2 separate regions of the Mus musculus genome follow, and region 1 is linked to region 2. Evidence: chromatin contacts called from public HiChIP or PLAC-seq data. All regions are on one chromosome and are shown on one strand. Each heading gives the region's core, a stretch centred on a gene start, on an enhancer-like site or on the middle of the called end of the contact. The rest is flanking DNA. Distances are from core to core; before and after follow the strand shown. Region 1 overlaps Fmn2 (formin 2). Region 2 holds the start of Opn3 (opsin 3).

Region 1 (5,569 bases), core at 2,351-4,850, 1.2 Mb before region 2:
GCTGTTTAACCATAGAACTTTAGAAAGGAATGAGCACTTCAGTGGTGCTATGGGTTCTAAAGCAAGACCATTTAGCAGTTAATGTCTTTAGTATTAAGGGCAAGCCTCTCTTTCAAATTTAGAATACCAAGCAATAGAGAGGTGATGTCATAAAAATTATGGCAGGGTGTAAGGGCAAAAGAAAGTGTGTGTGTGTGTGTGTGTGTGTGTTTGTGTGTGCACGCACACAATTCTTTTCTATATTCTGGCTAGAATATGAATAAATATACCTTATTCAATAGCATGGTAATATTCTATACATTCTCCAAATATTTATCTTTCCTTCTCTACAAATTATCACATTTTCAAAGTGTGTGCTCTAAGGAAATGTATCACGTAAGTGAACAATTAGATATTAAAAATAATATACAACCTTTTAAGTAAAATAGTTACGCAAAAGAGTTCATAGAGGGATCTACAATGGTTTGGAAGGGCTCGTAGGGGTTCTTTAGGATGCTTCATTTTGCTTTAAAGTTGAAAGATGAACTCATGAGAGGGAGAAACATAGGAATCAAGAATAGAGGAGAGTTGTGATGTGGAAGGACTTTAGTTTGTGGATGTAGAAAAAATATTATACCGGTTTCTGAATTTCTGAGTGTTGGAATACTAGTAGTTTGTGGGACCCTAAAACTGGATCCCACAATTTTTATTTCCCAGAATTGTAGAACTTATATCGAGACCATGTACCCATTAGCCATCTAGTGAAACTGTTAACTTTTGGCTAAGATTAGAAATGAGAGATAGCCAGATGGTGGTGACGGCGCACGATTTTAATCCCAGCACTTGGGAGGCAGAGGCAGACAGATTTCTGAGTTTGAGGCCAGCCTGGTCTACAAAGTAAGTTTCAGGACAACCAGGGCTATACAGAGAAACCCTGTCTCGAAAAATAAAACCCCCCCAAACCCAAAAAACAAACAAACAAAAAAACCCAAAACAAGCAAACAAACAAAAAGAAATGAGAGATAAAGTTTCAAGATAGATTCTCAAACCATGGGAGAAAGAAGTTTTAGTTAAGTTGTAAAAGATGTGAGGGGGAGGCATGGGCAAATAAAGAGAGGGTATTCACATCTTTTATGAGTCGGGTTAGAAGTTTTCCAGGAGTTGGGGGGTTAACTCTTTTCTATCCCTTTATAATATTTTTAGTCATTGCCATGGCAGTTGTCAGCTGTCATGGCATTAGAGAGTATGACATTTAGCACACAGATGGGAGTATGAAAAGTTTGAGTTGGTCGGACCCTTAGGCTGTGATCTTCAGTCCAACCAGTTTCACATCCAACTAAGGAGGAACTTCTGGTCGACTTGTAGCCTGTCCTCAATAATATATAAGATTAGTGTAGGATTGAAATTCAACCTGCTCACCAGAAAAGTACTCTAGGTAGACACTAAAAAAATAGATTAGAGACTGGATCCTTGACTTTTATATCTGTCTGTCTTTAGAGTCAAACAGTGACCAAGTGGAGTAGGGGTGCCCAAGGGGCCCATCACTCTGTTCTTCCAAGATGATTCTAAGGCATAAAGAAGGTTGAAACATGCTGGGTGGTGGTGGCACATGCCTTTAATCCCAGCACTTGGGAGGGAGGCAGAGGCAGGCAGATTTCTGAGTTCGAGGCCAGCCTGGTCTACAAAGTGAGTTCTAGGATAGCCAGGGCTATACAGAGAAACCCTGTCTCAGAACCTCCCCCCCCCCCAAAAAAAAGAAGGTTGAAATATGCACCAGCAAGACCAAGTCTTCTAGGGTCTGTTTCCCATCAACTGCCAACAACTTTTAGGTTGTGGTGGGGGATGGAATGCCCTTCTTTTTCAGTACAGCAATCCTTTACGTAATGCCTAGAAGACACAGATTTACTCTAGTTCTCCAGATATCCGACTCTCACAGCCCTCCTGCCCCTCTTGTTTTTGGTGTTCTCCAAGACTTGCAGGGAAGAGTTATAATATAGATGCCCAGTTTATTTCCGAGCAGCCTACAGACATTTATTCTCTATGAATTCTCCTGTCATTTGTGTGTCTTGATGTCTGTGGATCCTCCGTTTCTGCTGTATCCTTCCTTAATGATTCTTCTCTGGAGAGAAAACAAAATATTTAAATTAAATGTTCAATGGGAAGCTGCTTCTTGTGTTAAAAATTATTTGGACTTTTACTTATTATTTTACGTATATGGGTATTTTGCCTGTATGGATGTTTGTCACATGTATGTGGTGCCTGCAGAGGCTGGAAGAGGATCCGCTCTAACTCGAGCCATAGATGAATGTGGGCCACCATGTAGATTTTATAGAACCAGGTCCTCTGTAAAAGGAGCAAGTTCTCTTAACGGCTGAGCCATCTCTCCAGGCCCCACACATAGCTGTTTCTATGGAGCAACTGAAAACATTTAGAACTTTTTCTTCTTCAGGGTGACTTTTCTCTCCTGGCCAGCTTTCTTGCCTGTTTTATGGCCTGATACCTTTGTCTGTGCCTCACTCTCTTCCTTTCCCCAGTGCTGGGTCTGAGAAAGTGAATGTCAGTCAGGCTCTGACATTTCTAGGCCCAAAATGGTGGTGGCAGTTTGAGTTACTGCTTCCTCAAAGAATACTCTGAAGGCAGGGGGAAACAAAAACAAAAACAAAAAAAAAACAGAAAACAAGCAAAAAGAGAAATGCTTAATTAAATCCTAAAGGGGTGGAGGTTCCTTTCAGATGGAGAATGTACAGTCAGTAATAGAGGCCATTCTTTTTTGAGGCAGGCTGTGTTTGGGACCCTGGAAGAGCATACCCTCCTGCCTTTTCCTATGTGGTGCCTGGCCTCACCCTGCAGTTTGGTTCATTGGGCTCCTTTCTCCACACAAGTAGCCTTGGAGACCGTTGCTCACTGGTGATGTTTACTGTCCTCTCGGGAGAGTGCTGAGCCAGGTGATCTGCCAACGCCCCCCTCTAATGACTGTGTTTCACATGCAGGGAGAACACTGCTGGAGAAGCTGTTTAGCCAGCAGGAGAACGGGCCTCCAGAGGAAGCAGAAAAATTTTGCTCCCGGATCATCGCCATGGGTCTTCTACTTCCTTTCAGTGACTGCTTCAGGGAACCGTGTAATCAGAACGCTGGGTCCAGTTCAGCTCCATTTGATGTAAGTAGGAGAATTCACTTCTGTCTGGAGGGTGGACTGCAGTCAGAGTAGCAGCTGGGAGGTGTGTCTGCCCAATCACCCTATAATTTAAAAACAACACGTGATGCAAGCTTCCTCCCCTGGGCCACTCGACGGAGCAGATTGTCTTTTCTATATTTTTCTTTGGACTAGGGCATTCAATGTACTTGGCAAACCTTTTTAAAACAAAACAAAGCAAAGAAACAAAAGAAACCCAGTCTCTTAGTTTTCTAGCCTGCTTTAATCAGACTAATTAAGATCATTCAGAATTTTTCTTTCTGGTAGAAACTGAACATACATAGATAAATGGTTCTCCCTGATCCATATCTCACACATCAATATTTCTATGCTGGTCACAGAGACATTCCTTCAGAAGCAGTACCAAAGGGCAAATATACTAGTCCCAGTGGGCCACAGGTTTCCATGGGCACTAGAATGCTATGTGAGTGTTTGCCCAGCTCATTTGTGCACTAAACATTGGCAAGAAGAAGCCACAGCATCTGCCCTTACCGGAGGCCCCCATTCAGCAAGGGTTAATCTTGAGGAACTCAAACGGCATGATTGTAAGGAAGGCATCATGAACATCAGCACTCCCGGACTAGCATCTTCCAACCAGAGCAGTGTTAACTTCCCCAGGTATGTGGTGCATGGCTCTGAGGATGCACCTCAAACTGAGAATTCTCATATGTGCATCTTTCATGAGAAGCGGGGAGGTCTGGGTGGATCTTGAGTGCAGAACCCAGGAACTGAGTGACTGGGGACATTGAATTCTGTTCACATGGGTAGTTACATTTTTTTTTTCAGTTTTACCAAGCATACCTCTAAAGACAGTGAATGTGAACAGAGGCTGAGGCCAAAAGCTAGTTATAGAGCCAGGAATGGTGGCTCATGGCTACATTCCCAGCTCCTGGGAGGGTGATGCAGGAGGATCAAGAGTTTCAGGTTAGCCTGAGCTACACAGTGAGGCTATCTGTGTCTCCAGAACCATGGAGACACTTCCTTCTTCCTCCTGTTTACCATTCCTAATTGGTGATCTTCCCCCCCCCCACTCCACTTAGTATGTACAAAAGAAATCTCATAAATTATTCTGAGACTTCAGTTCTGACCTGCGAGAAAAATTTCTAGATAACTCTGACTTGTGAACCTCCTTTTAAAAAATAATTTTTATCTTTTATTTATTTATTAATTTATTTATTTACACTCCAGATTTTATTCCCTTCCTGGTCCACCCTCTGACTGTTCCACATCCCATTCCTCTTCCCCACACCCCTGTCTCTACTAGGATGTCCCCACCTCCCACCCCAGCAGACCTCTAAACTCCCTGGGGCTTCCAGTCTCTTGTGGGTTAGGTGCATCTTCTCTGACTACACCCAGACCTAGCAGTCCTCTGCTGTATATGTGTTGGGAGCCTCATATCAGCTGGTGTATGCTGCCTGCTTGGTGGTCCAGTGTTTGAGAGATCTCGGGGGTCCAGGTTAATTGAGACTGCTGGTCCTCCTACAGGGTCACCCTCCTCCTCAGCTTCTTCCAGCTTTTTCCCTAATTCAACTGTAGGGTTCTCATCTTCTGTCCATTGATTAGGTGTAAATATCAGTACCTGAGTCTTTTAGCTGCTTGTTGGGTCTTGCAGAGGACAGTCTTTATAGGTCTCTTTTTGTGAGCACTCTGTACCCTCAGTATTAGTGTCAAACCTTGGGGCCTCCCCTTGAGCTGGAGCCCACTTTAGGCCTGTTGCTGGACCTTCTTTTCCTCAGGCTCCTCTCCATTTCCATCCCTGCAGTTCTTTCAGACAGGAACAATTATGGGTCAGAGTTTTGACTGTGGGATGGCAACCCCACCTCTCACTTGATGCCCTGACTTTCTGCTTGAGGTGGGCTCTACAGGCTCCCTGTCTCTACTGTAGAGCATTTTGTCCCTTTGAGTCCTGAGAGTTTCTCACCTCCCAAGTCTCTGGTACATTCTGGATGGTCCCCCCAACCTCCTACCTCCAGAGGTTGCCTGTTTCCATTCTTTCTCTGGCCCTCAGGGCTTCAGTCATTTCCCCCACCCAATTCCATATCATGTTCCCCTCTCCCCACCACTCCTCACCCCCCACTCTCATCCCATCCACTTTCCTTCCCAGGTCCCTCCCTTCCTGCTTGTGATTGCTTTCTTCTCCCATCCAAGTGGGACTGAGGCATCCTCACTTGGGCCCTTCATCTTGTTGAGCTTTTTGAGTTCTTGGGTATTCCTGGTTTCTTCTTTTTCTTTTTCTTTTTTTTCTTTCTTTTTTCTTTTTCTTTTCTTTTCTTTTTTTGGCTAATTCCACTTATTAGTGAGTATATACCATGCATGTCCTTTTGGGTCTGAGTTACCTCACTCGGGATGATATTTTCTAGTTCCATCTATTTGCCTGCAAAACTCAGAATATCCTCA
Region 2 (5,170 bases), core at 74-2,573:
GACTTTAAGCCTTAAGAAATATCCATTTCTATTTTAAATCGTTATACAAACAAAATCCCTAGGGGACACACACACACACACGTTTTTCCCAGGCTTAGAATACTGGATCAGTCAACCTTCAACCTGTCAATTCTCAATATAAATCTTCAAGAAAGCAACAAGTTCTACTTCAATTAAATGTACTGGCTGCCCTGCTAATTATGAGTTGGACTCCTTTGCGCCATTTGTAACCTCTGGTGTGACAGAACCTATGTACAGGAAATTAAAAAAAAAAAAAAGTCTCATCCCCTAGGAAGCATTCAACTGTTTATAATTGCTAACGAGTGAAAGGGGGTAAAATACTGCGTTATTTAGGATTCTACATGTCATTCTGAGGAACAAATACTAAATTTGTGAATTAAATCTCTCCTTGTTCTCGCCTCCACTGTTCAGGAGTTGACTTTTTTCTTGCATCTCTTGACTCTACAGGGCCTCATTTCTTTCTCCCTCTGTAAAGTCCACTGTGAGCTGCCCTGTTGAGAGCTACAGTAGGAAGTAAAAATAGATGAGGGGAAATAAGATGGCCAGCGGCAGGGAGACTTTGGAAAGTGCTACAGAGGCAGGAGGGGCTGGGGTTGGTGACTGGCTGGGAAGAAGGGTGTGTAAATCCAGGCAAGGAGGGAAACAGAGTTGGGGATGAAGACCAGATGAAAGGGAGAAGGGAGGCGAGGGTTGGGTATCTAAGGGAGGTTCTCGAGGAGAGAGAGGGAGTTGTGGGTGATGACTGGCTATCAGGGACGATCCCGGGGAGGACGGAGGCCCAGAGCTGATGTACCCGGGGGAAAGTTGAGAGGCAAGGAGAACGCGTCCCGGGCGACTCACCAAAGAGGCTGCCGCTAAACCCGTCCCACGCGCAGCCCACGGCGTCCCACACCCAGCCGTTCCGCAGGCACGACGCGAAGGTGAAGGTGACTCCGAACAGGGATACCAGCAGGTCGCCCAGGCTCAGGTTGACCAGGAAGAGGTGGGTGGGCGTGCGCAGTCTCGGGAACTTGGAGTAGAGAAGCAGCACCAGCAGGTTGCCGCCGACGCCCAGCAGCGCGAGGCAGCCGAGTAGCAGCGCCAGGCGCTCGTACGCGGTGGGGCTGAAGAGAGGCGCGGGGCTCCGCGTGCCCGCCGGTGCTGCGCCCTCGGCGCCCGCCCCGTCCTCCCAGTAGCCCTGGTCGCCACTACGGTTCCCCGAGTACATGGCCCGACGCCGGCGCGCCGTGAGAGAGAGGGCTCGGTGAGCCGGGCGGCCCGAACAGGGTGGATCTCACGCTCTGCGGGCCGCTCAGGCCATTGTGCCCGGGAGCCGCGCCAGGCCCGCCCAACCCGCGCGCACCCGAGGCCCCGCCCTTCGGTGCTAGGACCCCGCCCCACCGCATGAAACTCCGCCCTCCTAGCGTTCTTGCTATCCCACCCTCCCGCGTGGGTCCCGAGCCCCACTAGCTAGCACTTGCAGTCCCTCCCACGGGACCTCCCTGGAGGCCACGCCCTTCTACCTTGCGGCCTCATCCATACGGCAGCCGTTTTGGCCCCGCCCTCCTAAGACTCTTCCGCAGTCTGGCCTGCGGCTCCTCCCTCCCGGAATCTCCTGTTACCCCGCCCTCTGACTCACACCCTTGGCCCCGCCCTCCGGCATACAGCTCCGCCTTCTTAGAACCTCTGACCGCGCCTCTGAGCTGTGGCCCCGCCCTACTGCTTTAGCGGCCCGCCCCTTTTCCCCCCTCCCACCTCCCGGGCGCGTTCCCGCCCAGCAGAGGTGAGTTTCAGAGACCAGTGAGCTCTTGCTCTGCTTCCTTCACCCTTAAGCCGAGGTGGAAACCTGAACAGACTGTACAGAAAAAAAGAGAAAGTAAACTCCCTTACGGAGGTAAATTAGCCACAGCGGATCCTCACAGCCCTCAACGGACTCTAAAGCATCTCGTCCATTCACCCGTTAAGTCACTCACCCTAGCATACACTCATTCATAAATATTTATGAACGCCTGCGCTTAACTCAGTTAAGCATGCTGAATGAAATACTCTCTTTCCTGGGAAGCTATAATAACACCCACCCCCACCTCATACACCCAATAGAAAGAAAACAAAACACTGAAATGCCCGAAGTAGAGCGCCAGCGAAATGATCTCATAAACAGGGAACCTGACGTTAAAAACAAACAAACAAACGCAGCAGGCTGAGTCTCAACTACCTTAGAGCTGGAAGATATGTCCCAGCGTTTATGACAGTGTTCTGAGCTGCCACTCTCAGAGCCCCAGAATAAGGAAGGAAATAGCATCAGAGTGACACCCAAGTCACCCTTCCACTGGATCCCAAGCCTTCTCAGTCTGCAGTAGGTACACCTGATACACAATCCAGTCCAAATGCTTCTCTGGAGGTGATCTCTTGAGCAGTGCCCCGCCCCCTAAGGCTTCAATCCAAATCTAGCAGGTATAGAGAGGATATATTTAGAACAGCACGCATTTTCCACTGGACCTTTCCCCAGCAGCAATGCAAATATAGAACAAGTCAAATATAGATTGTGAACGTCACTTCTTTAGGCCTGCTTTCTCTGTCTCCACTGCAGTCCCCAACGACTACCCACGAGAGGAAAATGTCCCGAGCTGCATGCACCTGAAGATGTCATAGGCACTAATGACTGGTTTGTGGAAACTAAATTGGTGTGCACCAGTGTCCACCCCTCCTCCCACTTGTGTTAGACTCAGTGCATCTCAAAAGTCTTCAATAGTCAGCTAAGTGACGAGATAGCTTGATACCCTGCTGCACTGAGCACTTGACTAAGAGGTTGTGTGTGCCAGCTTCAAAATCTTGATCTTATTTTTAAGACTTCTAACCTGAATTCAGCATCTACAAGGCCTTTGACCTCACCTGCCCTGAAAAAAAAATGTTTTTAATTTTGTGGTTTAGATTTATAGGACCATTTAATAAGTTCTTTGTGCCTCTGACGTCTCACTATAGTAGTCTTCCTACAGTAGGATTGCAACGTTAGTGGAAGGAAGAAAGGAAAGAGTCCTGATTTTTTTTTCCTAAAATATTCATTCTTTGGCACACAGTCTTCTTCTCCTAAAGCTTTCTAGAGGTGTTGAGAGAAGACAATGCTGACCAAATTGGTTCATACATGAGATGCCAGATGCTAAGTGCCATAAACAATTATAAGGCAGAGAAAATAGAGGTGTATATGCTAGCAGAATACTCCCTTCCAGGCAGCTAGGACTAGGATCTTAAAGCCTAGACCCACAGGGACACACCTACTCCAACAAGGCCGCACCTCCACTCCCTGGCTCAAGCATATACAAACCATCATAAGAGGAAAGAGAAAATAAATGTGCTGTTACTTAGACAGCTCTGCATTGAACTCTAAACAAGACCTATGTGCCAAGGGAGGACTCTATTTGCCCCTTTGGAGGGAAACGAGGGCACCAGTATAGCAGAATAATAGGAGATGAAGATAGAGAGGTAAGTAGGTGAGCAGCTGTGCTTTGGCCTCTACTGTATCAACATAATAAGGTTGATACAATAGACCTATAAGGTCCAGAACATTGCCTGCGCAAGAGGTGTGAGTGCAATGAATAAAAACAGTAAGAGCCTCTGGGGGAAATGGTTAACATTTTGATAATTGACAATAGTTATTATAATAATCCTGTGAACTGTTAAGGTCTTTTAGTAGAGTTGATACACATAAGCAAGATACTGCATATATGATTTTGTTAATAAAAATGTTTCTTGTACATTTCAAAATTAGGTCTTTATGGGAGTTATGGTTTAAGTGGAAAATTCCCTATGGGTTTGTGTGCTTGAATACTTGGCCCCTGTCTGGTGGCACTGTTATGGGAGCTTATGGAATCTTTGGCATGGAATCATTCCCCCAATAGATCATCTCCAAAGTGACCCAGACAAGCCAAGCAGTGCCTGGTCCTTCAGGCCTGTGTACTGCTAAGAATGCAAGCCCTGGCCACAGGCATCATCAGGTGCTAACATACATTCTTTCCAGGAGAGTTTTTCCTTGGCTTATTCCTGGAGCTGGGTCTGATCATGGTGAACCAGATGTAAAGCAACCTGCTACCCTGCCTTGGTTAGTCGTTGGTTTTGTTTGTTTGTCTGTTTGTCTGTCGGTTGGTTTTGTTGTGTTGTTTTCCCAACCTGACACAAGCTAGAGTTTGTGGGGAAAGCAAAGAACCTCAGTTGAGAAGATGCTCGCACTAGACTGGCCTGCAGGAAAGCCCGTGGAGCATATTTTTGATTAATGGAGGTATATGAGCATCCAGTCCTGGGTTGTATAAGGCAGCAGCCTAAGAAAAACACAACTAGCAAGCCAATAAGCAGTATTCTTCAACGGATTCTACTTCAGTTCCTGCCCTGAGTTCCTGCCCTGGCTTCCTTCAATGATGGACTATGATGTGAAGGTGTAAGATAAACTAAACCCTTTCTTTCCCAAGTTGCTGTTGGTCATGTTTTGGGTTTTTTTTTGGGGGGGGGGGTTCCCTCAACATCCTTCCACCATGTATGGATGAGTAGAAAATGCCCACAGGAGGAATGGACATTTAGCAGCTACTGACGGCTAGAGCTTTGATGATTCCCAATCATCAGAACGATGAGAAAGGAAACACTGATGTTTGTAAATTACTCAGTGGGACGTATTTTATTGCAGCAACAGGAATGGACCAAGACCAATGCAACAGAAGATATAACATCTAATATAGTAAGCGATAACTTCACTTTAACACGTTTATTTTTTTAAAGTTTGTGTGTGTTTGTGTGTGTGCGCTTGCCCACACTCATGTTTGCAAGAGTGCAGGTCCCTGTGGAAGACAGGAGGGGGCTGCTGATGCTGGTTTTTAAGCTACTTCATTGGTTTCTTATACCTCTCCCTCCCTGGCAACCCTTACTCCTTCCAACACCCCAACACTAGGTAGGAGAGAAAGAAGGATAAAGGGGGAAGGAAGCAATGTCTCTTTAGAGCACTTCCTGCTGATTAGGGGCACTGAACTCCTTGGGGGCAAGTCCAATCTTAATAGTCAGGATATCTCTAACTTCTGATCTCTTTTCTCACAGGAACTAGCAGGAGGACTTGTCATGTCCTCTCCTTTAGAGTGCTCGGACACCCCTCTCCTCCCAGGGCTCTGGCATTTATACCCTCTCCAGAGTC

Evidence for each region. HiChIP or PLAC-seq counts read pairs in DNA pulled down with a chosen protein or histone mark.
Region 1: a contact with region 2 is called in an H3K4me3 HiChIP or PLAC-seq map of embryonic forebrain, with 7 times the contacts expected there. The contact joins the enhancer-like site here to the promoter of Opn3 in region 2. A contact is called at or near these places in 6 of 39 promoter capture datasets (the 3T3-L1 cell line, hippocampal neurons, liver and 2 more) and 1 of 115 datasets of contacts at active chromatin or transcription factors (embryonic forebrain).

Annotation. Positions count from the first base shown.
Region 1 is chr1:174,534,076-174,539,644 of GRCm38.p6, forward strand. Fmn2 (formin 2) reads left to right here. Exons shown (of 18, transcript NM_019445.2): 2 at 2,970-3,136. Among named protein-coding and RNA genes, the nearest start is that of Fmn2, 35 kb to the left of the region's middle. Within about 2 kb of position 3,601, at least 32 of the 459 cell types and tissues checked have an H3K27ac peak or open chromatin away from gene starts, as enhancers often do. A contact at or near this core is called in embryonic forebrain and hippocampal neurons, where this site is marked.
Region 2 is chr1:175,691,309-175,696,478 of GRCm38.p6, forward strand. Opn3 (opsin 3) reads right to left here and starts at 1,324. Exons shown (of 4, transcript NM_010098.3): 1 at 862-1,324. The coding sequence starts at 1,228. It overlaps Gm39707 (a long non-coding RNA gene), which reads left to right and starts at 1,738. Exons shown (of 3, transcript XR_865748.2): 1 at 1,738-1,783; 2 at 4,673-4,723; 3 at 5,077-5,170.